Regions from separate parts of the Mus musculus genome. Here all the other regions are linked to region 1. A link is a contact called in public HiCAR-type, Micro-C and promoter capture Hi-C data. All regions are on one chromosome and are shown on one strand. The core of a region is the stretch at or near the end of the contact, and the rest is flanking DNA. Distances in the headings are between cores, read along the strand shown. Region 1 holds the start of Ghr (growth hormone receptor). Region 2 holds the start of BC037032 (cDNA Sequence BC037032). Region 3 holds the start of AW549877 (expressed sequence AW549877). Region 4 holds the start of Fbxo4 (F-box protein 4). Region 5 has its middle 46 kb from the start of Fbxo4.

Region 1 (2,858 bases), core at 119-2,618:
CCTGCACCCTGGTCCCAGCAGACGTACTCCCCGGTGCTATATATAAAGTCCTTGCCCAGAAATAGATTTCCCCACGCACCCACAAGCGGATAGTCCCATGTTACAACCACTGCTTGCAGCCAGCTCTCTCCCTCTCTCTCTCCAGACGTGACCCGACTCACCCGCTCAGCTCTCAAGACTCTGCAGTTCTATCAGAACTTTGAGCCTGGTTGATTTCATAACCACGAGTGTGTCCAGCGCCGGGACAGTTTGGCTTGCCACAATTTCCACTCACCCCAGTTCATGGAGGCTCTGGCGTCGGTGACTCTGACTCCAGCTCCTCTGCTTCCAGCTTGCAGCTGCAGCCTGCACAGACTGCGCAAAGGCAGAGCGCTGCGGGGGTCGCGTGCTTCACAACCCACCCTCCGGAGTCCCTCAGGCCATCACACCCAACCAGGAGCTCGCTTCAGACAGCAGCAGCAGCTTCCACAGTCCTTGCTCCAGGTTAGCAGGCTGATGGTGACAAACACACTCGCGAAACTTTTAAGACCAAGAAAACAGTCTTAGGAAGAAACCTCTCCTTGCATCTCACAACCTGGTTGGAGCAGGCTCCAGGCTGGGACAGTTCGCTTGCTGCCCCCCATTCCTTGTCGCCCACATCAACTTTCAGCTTCACTCAGCACCAAGAACAACTTACACACACACACACACACACAGGCGCGCGCGCGCACACACACACACACACACACACACACACACACACACACACTTCTCCAGGACACGGAGGATCGGGTTACACCAACCCATCAGCAGAAAACAACTTTTGAGAAGGGAATACAACCCACTCTAAACTCATCAAAATAAAATAAAATAAAATAAAATAAAATAAAATAAAATAAAATAAAATAAAATAAAATAAAATTATCGGGGCAAATACATAAAAGTGACCCCAATTTTTCACAAGCAGTTGGCATGCCCGGGTCTACTCCCAGGTCTCCTGGCACAATGTGAGGGAAATAAGAACTCCCCTCCAGTACCTCGGAGTTTCGCCTCGGGAGACAGAACGCGGGTTCGTGTCCGCTTGGGGGCTGCTGGAGCCGAGGCCTCAGGCCCGCGTGGACCCAGCCCGGGATCCCCGCGGCTGCCGGGGTTCAGTAACAGCCGTCGCCGCCACCGCCGCTGTAGCAGCCGCCTCTGCCAGTGCCGCCGCTCCCTAGACCGCCTCCTCTTCCCATGGCTGCGCCCTGCTTGGCAGCTCGTGGGTTGTCAGGCTTGGGGAGGAGGAAGGGGGCGGGGTGAAACGGGAAGGGAGGAGGGGAGGGGAGGGGAGAGGAAGAGAGGGGAGGGGTGGGAAAAGGCGGCTGGCGTTCGGCTCTGCGAGGGACCCGCCGCCGCCTCGGGGATCCAGGCTGCCTAGGGGAAGGGCAGCGGGAGCTGAGGGCAGCTAGCTCCGGGGCCGCTGCGGGGAGGCTGAACGCCGCCCCCGCTACTCAGTCCGCAGGGCTGGGATGAAGCTTTCTGGCGAGGAGTTGCGAGTTGGTGCGTGTCGCTCTCAATTGGGCGGCAGGGCTCCTCCTAGAGGAAAATATTGGTAGTTGCGGGAGACTTCCCTCCTCTCCACCCATCGGGTTCCCCCAAAGAAGGCAGTATCTAGAAGTCCTCAAGAACAGGCTGTAAGTTCAAAGAGAGCAGTGCACCTCCTGCAGGTACAGGAAGAAGTAGCCTTGGGAAGTGTGATGAGTCTACTAGGCTTTTTTTTTTTTCCATTTTTTTTATTTTTATTTTTTAAAATATTTTATTACATATTTTCCTCAATTACATTTCCAATGCTATCCCAAAAGTCCCCCATACCCTTCCCCCCCACTTCCCTACCCACCCATTCTCATTTTTTTTTTGGCCCTGGCGTTCCCCTGTATTGGGGCATATACAGTTTGCATGTCCAATGGGCCTCTCTTTCCAGTGATGGCCGACTAGGTCATCTTTTGATACATTTGCAGCTAGAGTCAAGAGCTCCGGGGTACTGGTTAGTTCATAATGTTGTTCCACCGACAGGGTTGTAGATCTCTTTAGCTCCTTGGATACTTTCTCTAGCTCCTCCATTGGGGGCCCTGTGATCCATCCAATAGCTGACTGTGAGCATCCACTTCTTGTAAGACTATGCCGGGGTGTACTAGGCTTTTATCTGTCTAGTTGGTTCCAATTTTCAAACTCCTGCTCACTGGGACATTAAAGACATTCCAATCCGAGAGGTTAAAATAAAAAAAGTGGAGACAAAGTAGGTAATTTACCAAGAATGCATGTTTGTTTGAAGAGAGCTATGTTAGTACGGAACACAGGTCTGCAGGGAAGGCACGAATAAGGTCCAGCCTGAGGTTTGTCCTTGTTTGTGACCTAGAGAAAGACACAGTTTGTCTATCAGACAACAGGCTCTTGCTACCTAGGTCCATTTTGTTGAAAAAAAAAAATTAACCAAGATGGGAGTTGTCAAAGCACTTCTTAAAGTCAGAGTGCTGTGTAAGTATTGTCACGAAGCACCAGACGGCTTCACCACTCTCTTCTCCAGGCATAGAGTACAAAGGTACAAAAGTCCAGCCCCGGGGCTGTCTAGCTGTCTTGTATCTGGTGGAGCAACTGGTCATGTGGTCTTTTTACTGTTTGCTTTGTTCTGACAGCTAGTTGTAAGCTCACTTATCTTTAACCTTCCTAACAGCCTCAGCTTTAAAAAGGACCCCCACCCCCTCTTTTCACTAGCTTTCAGACCCAGAGTCACAGTAAAACGTTTAAGCACTGCAAAAGAATAAAATAAGCAATTCCACACTAAGGTGATGGATGGGGTAGAAACGGAGAAACAGAGGACCAAACTCTTTGGAACTTCTGTT
Region 2 (2,858 bases), core at 99-2,598, 440 kb after region 1:
AGGAAAATTCTGGAACACAGAGTAGGATGATGGGGAACAACAGCCCAGTTCTAATCTTGTCCCTCTGTCGGTTAAGCAGGTCATGTCTCATGAGGGTCAGTCAGCACGCTGCTGGGTTTCAGAGGAAACTAAGGGCAAAACCAGACTTGAAGAGAGTTGTGGGTGTTGGGGTTGAGAAATGTTGGAAAGGTGAGCTGTCTAGATCTGGAAGGAGATCTTTATCAGTGACCCTTTGTACCTGTACTCATTCCAGAGGGCGATTTGGAAAAGTAACACGTTCAGTAAGAGACCCTCCAGGCCCTTGGCAACCCGAAACCCTGGTTGATGCCAAGCCTTGCGCGAGGGGAAGGCAGGCTCTAGCGCCCCCTCCAGCCTGAGTGCAGCGCCCGCCGCTGCGGGTGTGCCCGCAGATGAGCTGGAGCCCAGCACCTCCGGCCCCGGCACAACCCGCGGGGCTCGTCCTAGCTGTGCAGCCTTTCCATTCCTAGCCGTGAGCCCCTCCCTGTCTCGCTTCTTGACAAGCCAGCAGGCAGCAAGGGGCGGCACCGCTCTGAGGTCCCGAGGACGTCACTGACGCGCGGTCGAGCCTCCAGCCCGCCCTACCGCTCGCCTTGCCTTCTCTCTTCTTAGCCGGTGACGCCGCCGCGGCCCCGGGCAACCAGCACTCGCACGCACTCCCGCGCGCGCCACCGTCTCCCGCACCCGGGGCCGAAGATGGCGGCTCTCAAACTCCTGTCCTCTGGGCTTCGGCTCGGCGCCTCAGCCCGCAGCTCGCGGGGCGCCCTGCATAAGGTAAATTGAAGGTGCAGGGGGGCAAGAGGAAGGCCACGCGCGGACGAGCTGCGAGCGGCGCGCGCGTTCTTTGCCCTGCCCATCTCCACCGCCTCTGGTCGGGGATCTGGCATCTGCAGCGCCGTGCCCGGGGGTTGGGGGTGGGGGCTTGGAGACGCTCGGGTTTCAGGGTAGCCCCGCCGCCGCTTGTCTGTCTGTCTGTCTGTCTGTCTGTCTTTGCTTCTCCATCCACTTCCCCGCTGTGCTTGCAGCGGTGGAGAAGCGGTCGAGGCTCTGTGTACCAAAGCCACGCAGCAACGCCTTAGAGACAGACTGTCGGCGTCCAGGGACTCGCGTCCCCATCTCCCGCCACTCCTACAGACTCCAGGCTCCAGGCCGACGCCCTTGGGAAGGGGGTCCCCGGGGCCGTCGCCCTAGGTAAGGGCCGGTTGGAGGAGAGGAGCGGAGAAGGGCGGCGCGCTGAGGCTTGCGCCCCACCTGAGGGAGCTGCTGGCGCCGGCTGAGGCCCAGAACCCCGGGCCGGGTTAACCGCTGCTGGCTCAAGTTCACCGCCAAGTGGGCGGATGCTGTGCGCTGCGGAGGCGGACTGCCGCTCCCCATCCTCCCCTTCCCTATATGGCGGTAGAAAGGGGAACCCGGACTGGAGCTCTTGTCACGGGGCGATTTAGCCTGCCAAGCGTTTGGAAGCAGAAGGAGGGCTGGCGGCGCTCCGCTGCAGTTTGCAAACGCCTCGGTCCTTTATTTTGAATTCCTCTCCGTCCCCTCCGGGTTAGAGACTTGCAATGTTCAAAGACCGTAAAAAAACAAAAATCAAAAACAAAAACAAAAAAACCCAAACACCTTGACCCACAGAATGGTATCCTGAGTCGCCCTCCTAGCAGACTAGCTGGTGGTGGATATTTTTGCTTATACATTGTAGAGGGTCTAGCCTCTAAGCACACATTCGGGTTGGATTTGAGTATGGGACCAAGGAACTGAGTGCTGGAGGAGGGTGGGGAGGAGGGTGGATTCACCTTGGAGTGTTCAGTTTGCTCAGGAGCCTCTTCCCGAACCTGCAAAGTTTTCTTTGAAGAGGTTTCAAATTGCAGTCCTGAACTTAAGAAGAGTGCATCACGCAGGGCATTTACTTGCACTGTGTGCTCTTGAACTCCTTCCCCTGTTGCTCATTTCCTTGCCTTCAATCTCTGAGTGTTGAGAATCTAAAGATGTCATCACAGGACTCCCTCGTGTGCTAGGGAATGGTTCAGAACTGAGTCATTGCGTTGTTAAATTCCTCAAAGGAGGCATTTGGGTAATTGCATGCAAATTTGGATGCACTTAACCACCAGCCAACCTGCTGCAAGTGATGGAGCAGATGCAAAAAACCAGGACACAGGGATGTCCTTGGGCCAAGGTCAAAAACTTTCTTTTGACAGTGCATGTTTGTCTAAGTTTAAATTATTCACCTCTAGTCTACCCCACTTTCAATATAATCATTAAACCATTTCTCAAGCCAGCAAACCTCTAGGTGGATGAGCTGTAATTATGGGTTAGTAAAAAGTTCATGGCCCAGTTCAAAGTTAGGCTTCTCAGGAATGAGGAAAGAAGGTGCAGCTCCTGCTCTCTGGGGTGTTCTGCCCGCTTATGCATTGGTTGGCCTTACTGGCTGCTTGCTTAGCGCGTAAGTCATCCGCCTCTGCTGAATTGTAATACCCCTGTGCTGAATTGTAATACCCCTGTGCTGAATTGTAATACCCCTGTGTTCGTTTCACTGGGACCACGGTATACCTCAGTCCTTTGCCTCCCTCAACACTGCAGACTGCTCTGCCAAGAATACTCATTTTAGTACACACCTGAGAGAACCTGGTGGATACCTTCAGTAACCTTGAATACTTTCTGGCTAAATGTAGCCAACAGGTAAACTGAGATAGATATTTAAAAAATGCTTTTATGCTTTTGTTTTGGGAGACAGGATCTTGCTATGGGGGCCAGGAAGGCCTGGCACCCATGATTCTTTTGCTTCAGCCTACAGAATTCTGAAATTAAAGGTGTGTACTTATTTACCATGCTTAAAAAAAATCTTCCTT
Region 3 (2,858 bases), core at 196-2,695, 410 kb after region 1:
AAATACAGAGCACTCTTAAGTGGAATGATGGTTAGCACTCTATTATCTAGTTTGAATAAAATTGAAACTAACGATACTGACAACTCAAGAAAAACATATGACTGTTAAGCTAAGGGACCAATTTCCGATGTCTATTGATTTTGATGTATGAAAAAGGGCCAAGTATAATTCAAATACATATAATCTGGTGTTAAGTAAGCCCTGTTAGTAATTCTCCAGTAAGATTAACGTCAATGTTGCCTAGTAGATTGTAAAGCAGATAGCTACAGTTATGATTTTAGTAAATTTTCAGATGTATAAACAAAGCCTCCAAACAAGGCCATGGAACACTGAACCTCCTTTCCAGGCCTCCTTTCACAATGGATCATAGAATTCTTTCATAAGAAAATATGAATTACTGTTAGGCTCAGTAATAAGTAAGTAAGACTACCTGAGCTCTGGCTGACACATGACCCAGGGAGGTAACAGTGACTACAAATTCTATGTTCCGCTTGCCACAAACCAAAAGATAAAAAGCCTCAGTGTGGTCATATGTGCTTCATTTAATTATAGAACTGATTCCGTAAATACACCAACTAGTCAATCACCTGGGAGAAATGTTTCATTTCGGTCATCGTATGACTCTAATCACAAGAATTTTAAAGCTCATGGATGGTAAAGGCTCAACATTCAAAAAACAAAAAAAGATTACTGTCGAACCAATTGGCAACTGAGAATTTATAAAAAGCAAACCGAGTCTGATGTCAAAAGAATGACGTATTTCCTAACCTATTTTCCCTTCTAAGAAAATACCTAAGGACTAAAATGGGGCGGGGGGGGGAGCATTAAAATTACACCATAACTGTGTACAATATGTATTTACAGCTGAATTTTGAATTGAAAACAAAGTGGAAATTTACAAGGCAGTAATGAAAAAGTGAACTGTCATGCATGTCTCTCTGAATGCAAAAAAAAAAAAAAAAAAAAAAAAAAAAAAAACAACAAAAAAACATACTGTTCATTTTCTGGGCAGTATGAACATTCCGGAGAAAGTCCGTGTGTACTTTTATTTAAAGTCTACCCTTCTCGCAGATTCGACACCACACATCTGGTCGGATGTAAACAAAAAGGATTTCAAGGAACGTAGAAAACGCTGCATGGGTAACAGGACATCTGAGGAGAGGGCAGATGACTGCCCAATGGGGACCAAGCTCAGCAGTGCCAGCACCAGGGACCCCGCCTCGGACCGAAGGCCGCGCCTTCTGGCCACCGAGCGCAGCGGTCCCCTCGCATCTCACCACCGTCCGCCCACTTCCCTCTGCGGCGCTCCCTCACCGTCTTCCCCCGCGGCTTCGCTAAGGTGCTGTATGTGAGCCTGAGCCAGGTCCCCGAGCTCTTCCACCCGCCTCACCACACCGGACACCGCGGCCGCCATGGCCAGCTCGGGCGCGCCCGCCCTGTCCACGTGACCACGTGAGCCCCAGATCACCTGACGGCCTGGCTGGCGGAGTGGGGGCGGAGCCCGCCCAGCCGGTGGGCGGAGACATAGGCTCCGGGCTACGACCGCCCCGGCCCGCAAAGGTCGTTCCGGGTATTTAGTTCCTCCCAGTGGCCCTCTCCCTCCCACAATCCCGTGCTGCGAGGGGCCAGTCGATGATGTAAGGGCACACCTCTCTCCCGCCTTCTAATTTCAACCAATCGGAAGCCGACCATGCCCCGAGCTGAGCCAATAGGACATCGACTCTCTCCGCGGGTGCAGGGAGATTGCAGCCGCAGCAGCTGGCTGGAAGAGGGCGGTTTGGAAGGTCTGGAAAGAGGATTTGCAGCGGTTGGCGCTGTAGTGAAGGAGGTGGACTAAAATAAAACTTGATTGTAATGGTGGGGGCGGGGGGTGGTGGGGGAAGGTCAGAAACGGAAGTCTGCGGACGGGTGAGATTCATCCAAGCTGCGAGACCTAGTGTGAGGGCAGACAACTTGGCAGTCCTCAGCCTGCTAGCTGGCATAACGCTTTCCCCGAATCTTCACCCTGGAGCTTGTTTTTACTCCGGATTGATCTTGGCTAGCTCACACTTAAAGTACCTTAAATGTCTTGCGACCTAAACGTGGCAGCGACCTCACTGTCTTAGTTCACCTTGAGACCTTCCTGACAAGTGTTAAGTGTTCTTCCGGGTCTTAATCAGCACTCAAGTGGTCAAATTGCTTTGCATTCCATGAATGCTAATTCTTGCCTATGGCCACGGAAATCTAATGCTGTTTTGGCTTTTTGTTTGTTCGTTTGTTTCCCCCGGTTTGGCACAATATATTTTGAATAACTCTACCCTTCATCTTAATTTTAAGGTTTTTGTTGTAGCCTGGTAGAAAATATTTAAACTATGAAAATAGTAATGTGATCGTTTAAGAGTGACTAACCACAGTCACTTTTCTGCAAGTGGCCATGATGACCAGTTTTTTTCTCCTGTCATTTTACTCTAAATGCACAGAGCAAAAAACACGTGCTCTGTGTCTTCGGTACTTGTGTAATGCCCTTACGTACTTGGGAAAATGGTTTTTAATAGAAAACAATAATCAACAACAAATCCTTATGATACTTTATAATGAAGAATCTGAAGGCCAGAAAAATTGCATTCTATAATCAAGGTGAACTACAGAATTCAAACTCTTATGCTAGAGTGTTGACTTACTCTGTAATCCCAGAACTTGAGAAGCTAAGGCTGGAGGGGATGCTGGCAGTTCTAGAGCAGCCAGTACATACTGAGACCCAGTTTACAAACAAGCAAGCATCCCACAGAAATTAAGGACCCATATTCTAACATGCCAAACTGCACTAAATAACATTTCCAGGCACAAGCTGGAGAGATCATTGCTGGCAACCACATGGC
Region 4 (2,858 bases), core at 97-2,596, 400 kb after region 1:
TTCAAGCAAAGTAACCAGTTCCTTTCATTTCTTTCCATGAGTATGTTGATGTACCAGTTACTAATTTGTTCTTCAAAAATAAATGAGTGTCAAGTGGAGATTTTTTTCAAGCTGGAGAGATGGCTCAGAGGTTAAGAGCACTGGCTGCTCTTCCAGAGGTCCTGAGTTCTATTCCCAGCAACCACATGGTGGCTCACAACCATCTGTAATTTGGATCCAGTGCCCTCTTCTGGTGTGTCAGTGACAGTGTACTCACATATACATAAAATAAATAAATAAATAAATCTAAAAAAACAAAGTGGCGGTTTTTCTGATTTTATCACTAGATCAAATGAAAGCATGTGAACCTGTCATTTGAATTTCTCTCTATAGAGTATTAATCAGGTTCCGAGGACACCTGAGAGAAGCTTGGAGGTAACCTAAGCCTGTGGCTTTCATTTAGAGTGAATGTCAGTGGGATGTACTAATAACCCAACTGAGATAAAGGAATTGTCATCAACAATGTATAATCTATTTATTTATTTATTTATTTATTTATTTATTTATTTATTTTATCTTTCTCTGAAACTTTAAATTGCATGCATCCTCTTTGCAGCCTGACCTAACTTGAGGTACTTGTAACTTTACTGGTTTCAATTATGTGGCAGTTTTGTTGCTTTGGATATGTCAGAGTTGCTTGCTCTAGGCGACCCCCCCCCCCCCCTAACTGGAATACATTGACTAGGGATTAAAATGTGCAGAAGAAAGACACTGGAATGCCTTCCAAGCTAACCCACTTCCTTCATCAGATTTCCAGACATCCAAATAGGATGACTGACAACCTGTGGGTGATCTCGCTGGTCATTAGTGAGTGTTGTAGTGCGACCTTGGTTGGCAGGGGGATACCAAGAGTTACCATCAAGGCAATCCTGGCCACTTCACTTCCAGGCGAGCACACACCCGGAAGTGGCTGCCCTGCCGGCCCAGGCCCCCGGCCTGCGGCGGTCTCTGTGCGCGGCCTGCGGCCTCGGCTCACCGGCAGCCGCGTCAGCGCGCTCGTCTCCTCCGCCGCCTCCTTCCGGGAGGCCGTCGGCGTCGCCCGCTCCTTGGCCACCGAATACCAGAAGGTCCTCCAGCCGCTCAGGATGGCTGCCTCCAGGCGGCCCCAGTCGCTGGCGGGCGGCGGGGAGCCGGCTCCGCGGGGCTCGCTTCCAGCCATGGTCGCAGGCTCCGCGCGACACCGCGGGGCGCACGGGCTCCCCAGCCGCTCGGCCTCCGCCTCCGCCCCGCTGGTACGACCCGGGCTGGTCGGTTGGGCAGGGCTCCAGGCCGAGGTGGCCCGGAATGACTCACCCCGTTAGCCCAAACCCTCCCACACTACACATCCTCCGGGTCCCTCCCTGCCTCTGTGCGTCACCACAAGGACCTGGGAGCTAGGGCTTGTTGAACAGCCACCCTTTTTCTGAAATCTTGCTTCCCCTTAAGCGTTAGATATTAAGTAGGCTGTATGTGTGCTTCTGTGTTTTGGAATCAGCAATCTACCACTTGGAGTTGAGCAAAAACTGAGCCCGTGGAGGCTATCAGGAGCCTTATGTGTTATTAAAGATAACCTTGGCTGACTAGAACATCGTGCTGTGGAGAAACTATTGTAGATGGGAAGCCAAAACTGCCTCAAGCGTAGCTCTTTTAATATTAACTTCAATCTGGTTTTGGTCTAACCTCATGAGGTTGGGTGAAACTTGTAAGCTTTGCTTAAAATTTTATTTAACTACATGTATGTGGATATATGCATGAGCACTCAGGTTCCAGCAGAGGCCACAGGCATCACAAACCCTGGAACTGGAAACCACACCCTTGAGAGCCACCTACTCAGGCCCTCTGAAAGAACAGTACATTCTTATAACTGCTGAACCATCTCTCAAACACCTGCCCCCTTTACCGATTTTAAAGTAAATAATGTTGTAACATCTGAAAGCCAGGCAAGATGTAGCCAATTTTATCTAGGCTGTGTACATAATGCCCTCATCAGCGTAGGTGGTATATGTATTTGATGTATGGTCTTTGTTTTGTGGCTATAATAGTTCTTGCAACTGCTTCCACAACTTGGTGTGCCAACCTGAATCCAATCTCTGGCCATGGCCACTCACATTTTGCTTGCATTTACTTCCTCAAACTCCATTATTAGGTATTTTCTACCAAAATGGTGAGTTTAAGCCCACGACAAAAATGTACATACACTAAAAAATTGTTCAATCAATGATCTATCATAAAAGGTCAGAAGAAAATTTGATAGGAAAGAAAAGCCTGGATGTGGTACTATTAAAAGCCATTAGTGAATTTTTAATCTTCCAAAAGTGATGTCTATTCTAGTAACTTTAATCATAATCAAAAAGAAATTTAAGAAATGAGAGGTAGGCTATATAACAAAATATTATATAGCACTGGATATAGTTTTAGGAAAGACACAAATACCTATTTGGTAGCAGGTTATCAGTCTCTTTAAAGTAGATTACCTCACTTAATCTAATCCCCAAACCCATTCCACATCTAGACTTCATCACGGGAATACTTCGGATTTAGTAGTCACGTGTTAAATTCTTTAAAATCTTTTAGAATAATCTAGTAAGGATCACCACGTTATAACCTGAGGTGTAAACCTTGTTCTGGAGAACATGGAAGATGGGCGGAGCCCACATAATCTATCTCAAAATCACTGTCAACCTTTAACCACTTACTATTCCAAGATGGTTTGTTTGTGTTTTGCTTTGTTTTTTGTTTTTTGGGAAAACAGTTAAATTTTATCATCTATATACAACTGGTTTAATATCAATTGTCAAAACATTCTACATCTAGTCCATAGGATATTTAAAAATTAATAC
Region 5 (2,858 bases), core at 197-2,696, 350 kb after region 1:
CTGAGAGAAACCATTTCAGAAAATTACTGCCCATCAAAATTCAGAAAACACATGATTGTGTGGTATCCACCCCCAACTGACCAAACTACCATACAACTCCTGCATCAAGACTCAGGGAACATTAGGGAAGAGGGGGCAGAAAAATTATAAAAGTCAGCAGAACAAAAAATCTATTAAGAGACTACAGCTCCTGGAAATGTCAAAAGCTATACCCATGAAGTCTCAACATGACTGCCGAAACAAGAACTGAACAAGAATGACGGCAACAGACATGATAAAATGAAAGAGAGACATTTTGAAGGGCCCCAACCCTAGGCAAAGAACTACAAGTTACTACAGAATGTTAAGAGCGGGGGAAAATAGTTTTCTGCAAGGGAAAAATTCCTCATTTATCCAAGTGGTGAATCCTGAAATAGTATATATACAAGTAATATTGTTAGAGCCTAGGTAACATATTAAGGCATAGATGGAATGTTAAGGCCTAAGTAAAATATTAAGGTTTAGGTAAAATATTAAGTTCTAGATGGAATGTTAAGGCTTAGGTAAAATATTAAGGCCTAGATGGAATGTTAAGGCCTAGGTAAAATATTAAGGCCTAGATGGAATGTTAAGGCCTAGGTAAAATATTAAGGCCTGGGTAAAATATTAAGGCCTACATGGAATGTTAAGGCCTAGGTAAAATATTAAGGCCTGGGTAAAATATTAAGGCCTACATGGAATGTTAAGGCCTAGGTAAAATATTAAGGCCTGGGTAAAATATTAAGGCCTACATGGAATGTTAAGGCCTAGGTAAAATATTAAGGCCTGGGTAAAATATTAAGGCCTACATGGAATGTTAAGGCCTAGGAAAAATACCAAGGCCTAGGTAGCAGTAACCTGGCTAGCCTGCCATTATTAAAAAACTTTTTCATATATGTCTGCTGTTACTAGGAAACTTTTCTAATGCTAAGATTGATTACATATTCGGTTATATTCTATGCTTTTCAAAACCAATCACAATAGAAGTCAGTAGAACTATTCCGTATAGTTGCCCACAATAAGCTTGGACCTGAACCAACCACCCAGCAGCACTTCCTGTACCTGTGGATAAGTTTTTATGGTATTTGCTTTTAAAAACTGTCCCTTAAGTTCCCAAGACCTCCTTGGGAACTGACATCCCACTTGGCAGAAAGAGACATGTACATGGGTAACTGTCATCCTGGGCGGCAAGTTAAATGTAGATGCTAGACAAGTCCCATCCTGGTAGACAACTTAGAACTCACCACAGTTAAGTACCCCAACCAATGGAAACAGGATAAATGTGCAACAAATATTCCTAAGCAAGTCCCCCACCCCCAAAATCCTGAGTGGTAAATAATTTGCCACAGATGTTTGTGGATTTAAAAACCCTGTAGGATCTTAACTCAGGGTCATGAGTCAGTTCCTGAATCTGGACCATAGCCCTGGTCGACCAGTCCTGAGGTGTATGCTCAATAAACTGTCCTTGTCTGACTGAAATCAGGGTTCGTGTGGTTTGTGAGGCGATTTCTGGACCCCAACAACATTATATAGATTGAGAATACTGTATTTATGTATTTGAGAGAGGAAAAAAATAATTAAAGAAAAAGACTAGACTAGAGGCCATGAGTCTAAAAGAGGGGTTGAAGAGAGAAAAAGGAAGGAGAAATTATGTAATTAAATTTTAATTTTTTAAAAAGAAAAAGAACTAAATATTCTGAAATTTGTACCTCAGACTGTTCAGATTAGATTTTGTTAGTATGATTGGTGAAATTCTATATTTCCAATCTAGTTCTGCTGGTGACAATTTTTAATTTTTGCACACTTGCTTTCCTATAAAACTTTTCTGGAGTTACCTAATTTCTGTCTGCATTTGCAAACCAACATTGATTTCAATTTTTTAAAAATATGGACACCCTAATCCTAAATTGGCAAAAAAAAAAAAAAACAACAACAACAACAACAAAAGTGAAGTACTAGACGATATATATACATGGTCTCCTGAGTTGTTATAGATACTGTGTTCTCATCCCTGGAATAGCCATAGAGCTGGGGTGTTTGCTCCCAAGTAGTTAAGAGTAGGAGAAAATTTTAATCCTGTTTTTTTTCCCTGTTTTTATTCTGGAATGTGAAAAAAATCATTACACAAGAAAGCAATAATCCCCATGGTTATTCAACAAAATCCCTAATTCCTCTAAATGTTATCATGAATGCATACTGGAGTCTTTTTCTGAACCTTCCCAGTCACTTATTAGTAAGTATTTAGTACTCATATTATTGTAATATTTTGGTAAAGAGACGGCTGTGGTGGTGGGTTTGAAGCTAGAAAGACTTTGTGAAAGCTATTACTACTATTTTTACATACCTACAATCCTTATCAATAAGAAAAGATAAACTTAATTAAAGGCACACATGGGGAGACAGAGAGAGAGAGAGAGAGAGAGAGAGAGAGAGAGAGAGCGAGCATGGTATAGTTTCATTATCACTGGATAATACCACCCCCAATGATTTAAAGTTCTGGTTATAGAGAAATATAGTAAACAAGAACCAAGGACATCTGTGAACCTGCTGCAGTAACGTTTAGTTCAGAAAACATTTACATTCACACATTTCTAATTTTGCATTCAGTAATGCACTGGCAATAGTTTAAAATTCAACCACAGATGTTGCCAAATACTATAGATCTATACCCTTTGTCCTCTCAGGAGATGATATTTCTAGCACACCATTAGTTAAACTATATATTTATCACAGTATTTAAGAACTAAGCGTGATAGATACTAAGAACAGGAAGATAAGATTAAAAGATATGACTAAATGTTGCCTAATGACAATTATGCAGATTCATATCAACTAAACAA

The links. Promoter capture Hi-C pulls out the DNA fragments that hold promoters and counts their contacts. A called contact is a pair of places that touch in the nucleus more often than the background predicts. HiCAR-type assays count read pairs that join an accessible place to other places.
Region 2: a contact with region 1 is called in a Micro-C map of embryonic stem cells, with 10 times the contacts expected there. The contact joins the promoter of BC037032 here to the promoter of Ghr in region 1. A contact is called at or near these places in 9 of 39 promoter capture datasets (the 3T3-L1 cell line, 3T3-L1-derived adipocytes, cranial neural crest and 5 more), 13 of 484 Hi-C or Micro-C datasets (the C2C12 cell line, LSK cells, the N1E-115 cell line and 7 more) and 7 of 115 datasets of contacts at active chromatin or transcription factors (astrocytes, cardiomyocytes, embryonic stem cells and 3 more).
Region 3: a promoter capture Hi-C map of liver shows a contact between it and region 1. The contact joins the promoter of AW549877 here to the promoter of Ghr in region 1. A contact is called at or near these places in 7 of 39 promoter capture datasets (the 3T3-L1 cell line, cranial neural crest, embryonic stem cells and 3 more), 14 of 484 Hi-C or Micro-C datasets (cardiomyocytes, cortical neurons, embryonic fibroblasts and 7 more), 6 of 115 datasets of contacts at active chromatin or transcription factors (astrocytes, embryonic stem cells, extraembryonic endoderm stem cells and 3 more) and 1 of 9 other capture datasets (adipose tissue).
Region 4: a contact with region 1 is called in a promoter capture Hi-C map of 3T3-L1-derived adipocytes, with 5 times the contacts expected there. The contact joins the promoter of Fbxo4 here to the promoter of Ghr in region 1. A contact is called at or near these places in 13 of 39 promoter capture datasets (the 3T3-L1 cell line, 3T3-L1-derived adipocytes, cranial neural crest and 7 more), 21 of 484 Hi-C or Micro-C datasets (the C2C12 cell line, the HL-1 cell line, adipose-derived mesenchymal stem cells and 11 more), 5 of 115 datasets of contacts at active chromatin or transcription factors (astrocytes, cardiomyocytes, embryonic stem cells and 2 more) and 1 of 9 other capture datasets (adipose tissue).
Region 5: a contact with region 1 is called in a HiCAR-type map of kidney, with 8 times the contacts expected there. The contact joins the enhancer-like site here to the promoter of Ghr in region 1. A contact is called at or near these places in 3 of 39 promoter capture datasets (cranial neural crest and liver) and 3 of 115 datasets of contacts at active chromatin or transcription factors (embryonic stem cells, fibro-adipogenic progenitors and kidney).

What each region holds. Positions count from the first base shown.
Region 1 is chr15:3,581,984-3,584,841 of GRCm38.p6, forward strand. Ghr (growth hormone receptor) reads right to left here and starts at 1,369. Exons shown (of 11, transcript NM_010284.3): 1 at 1,017-1,369. RefSeq lists promoters at 1,105-2,578, 1,105-1,289 and a cis regulatory region at 1,425-1,559.
Region 2 is chr15:4,026,058-4,028,915 of GRCm38.p6, forward strand. BC037032 (cDNA Sequence BC037032) reads right to left here and starts at 1,349. Exons shown (of 2, transcript NR_028266.1): 1 at 1-1,349. Oxct1 (3-oxoacid CoA transferase 1) reads left to right here and starts at 371. Exons shown (of 17, transcript NM_024188.6): 1 at 371-792. The coding sequence starts at 715.
Region 3 is chr15:3,994,301-3,997,158 of GRCm38.p6, forward strand. AW549877 (expressed sequence AW549877) reads right to left here and starts at 1,446. Exons shown (of 6, transcript NM_145930.3): 1 at 1,315-1,446. The coding sequence starts at 1,414. It overlaps Gm2093 (predicted gene 2093), which reads left to right and starts at 1,739. Exons shown (of 3, transcript NR_045740.1): 1 at 1,739-1,784.
Region 4 is chr15:3,978,227-3,981,084 of GRCm38.p6, forward strand. Fbxo4 (F-box protein 4) reads right to left here and starts at 1,347. Exons shown (of 7, transcript NM_134099.2): 1 at 1,016-1,347. The coding sequence starts at 1,198.
Region 5 is chr15:3,932,300-3,935,157 of GRCm38.p6, forward strand. No RefSeq gene overlaps it. Among named protein-coding and RNA genes, the nearest start is that of Fbxo4, 46 kb to the right of the region's middle. Within about 2 kb of position 1,447, at least 1 of the 459 cell types and tissues checked has an H3K27ac peak or open chromatin away from gene starts, as enhancers often do. A contact at or near this core is called in kidney, where this site is marked.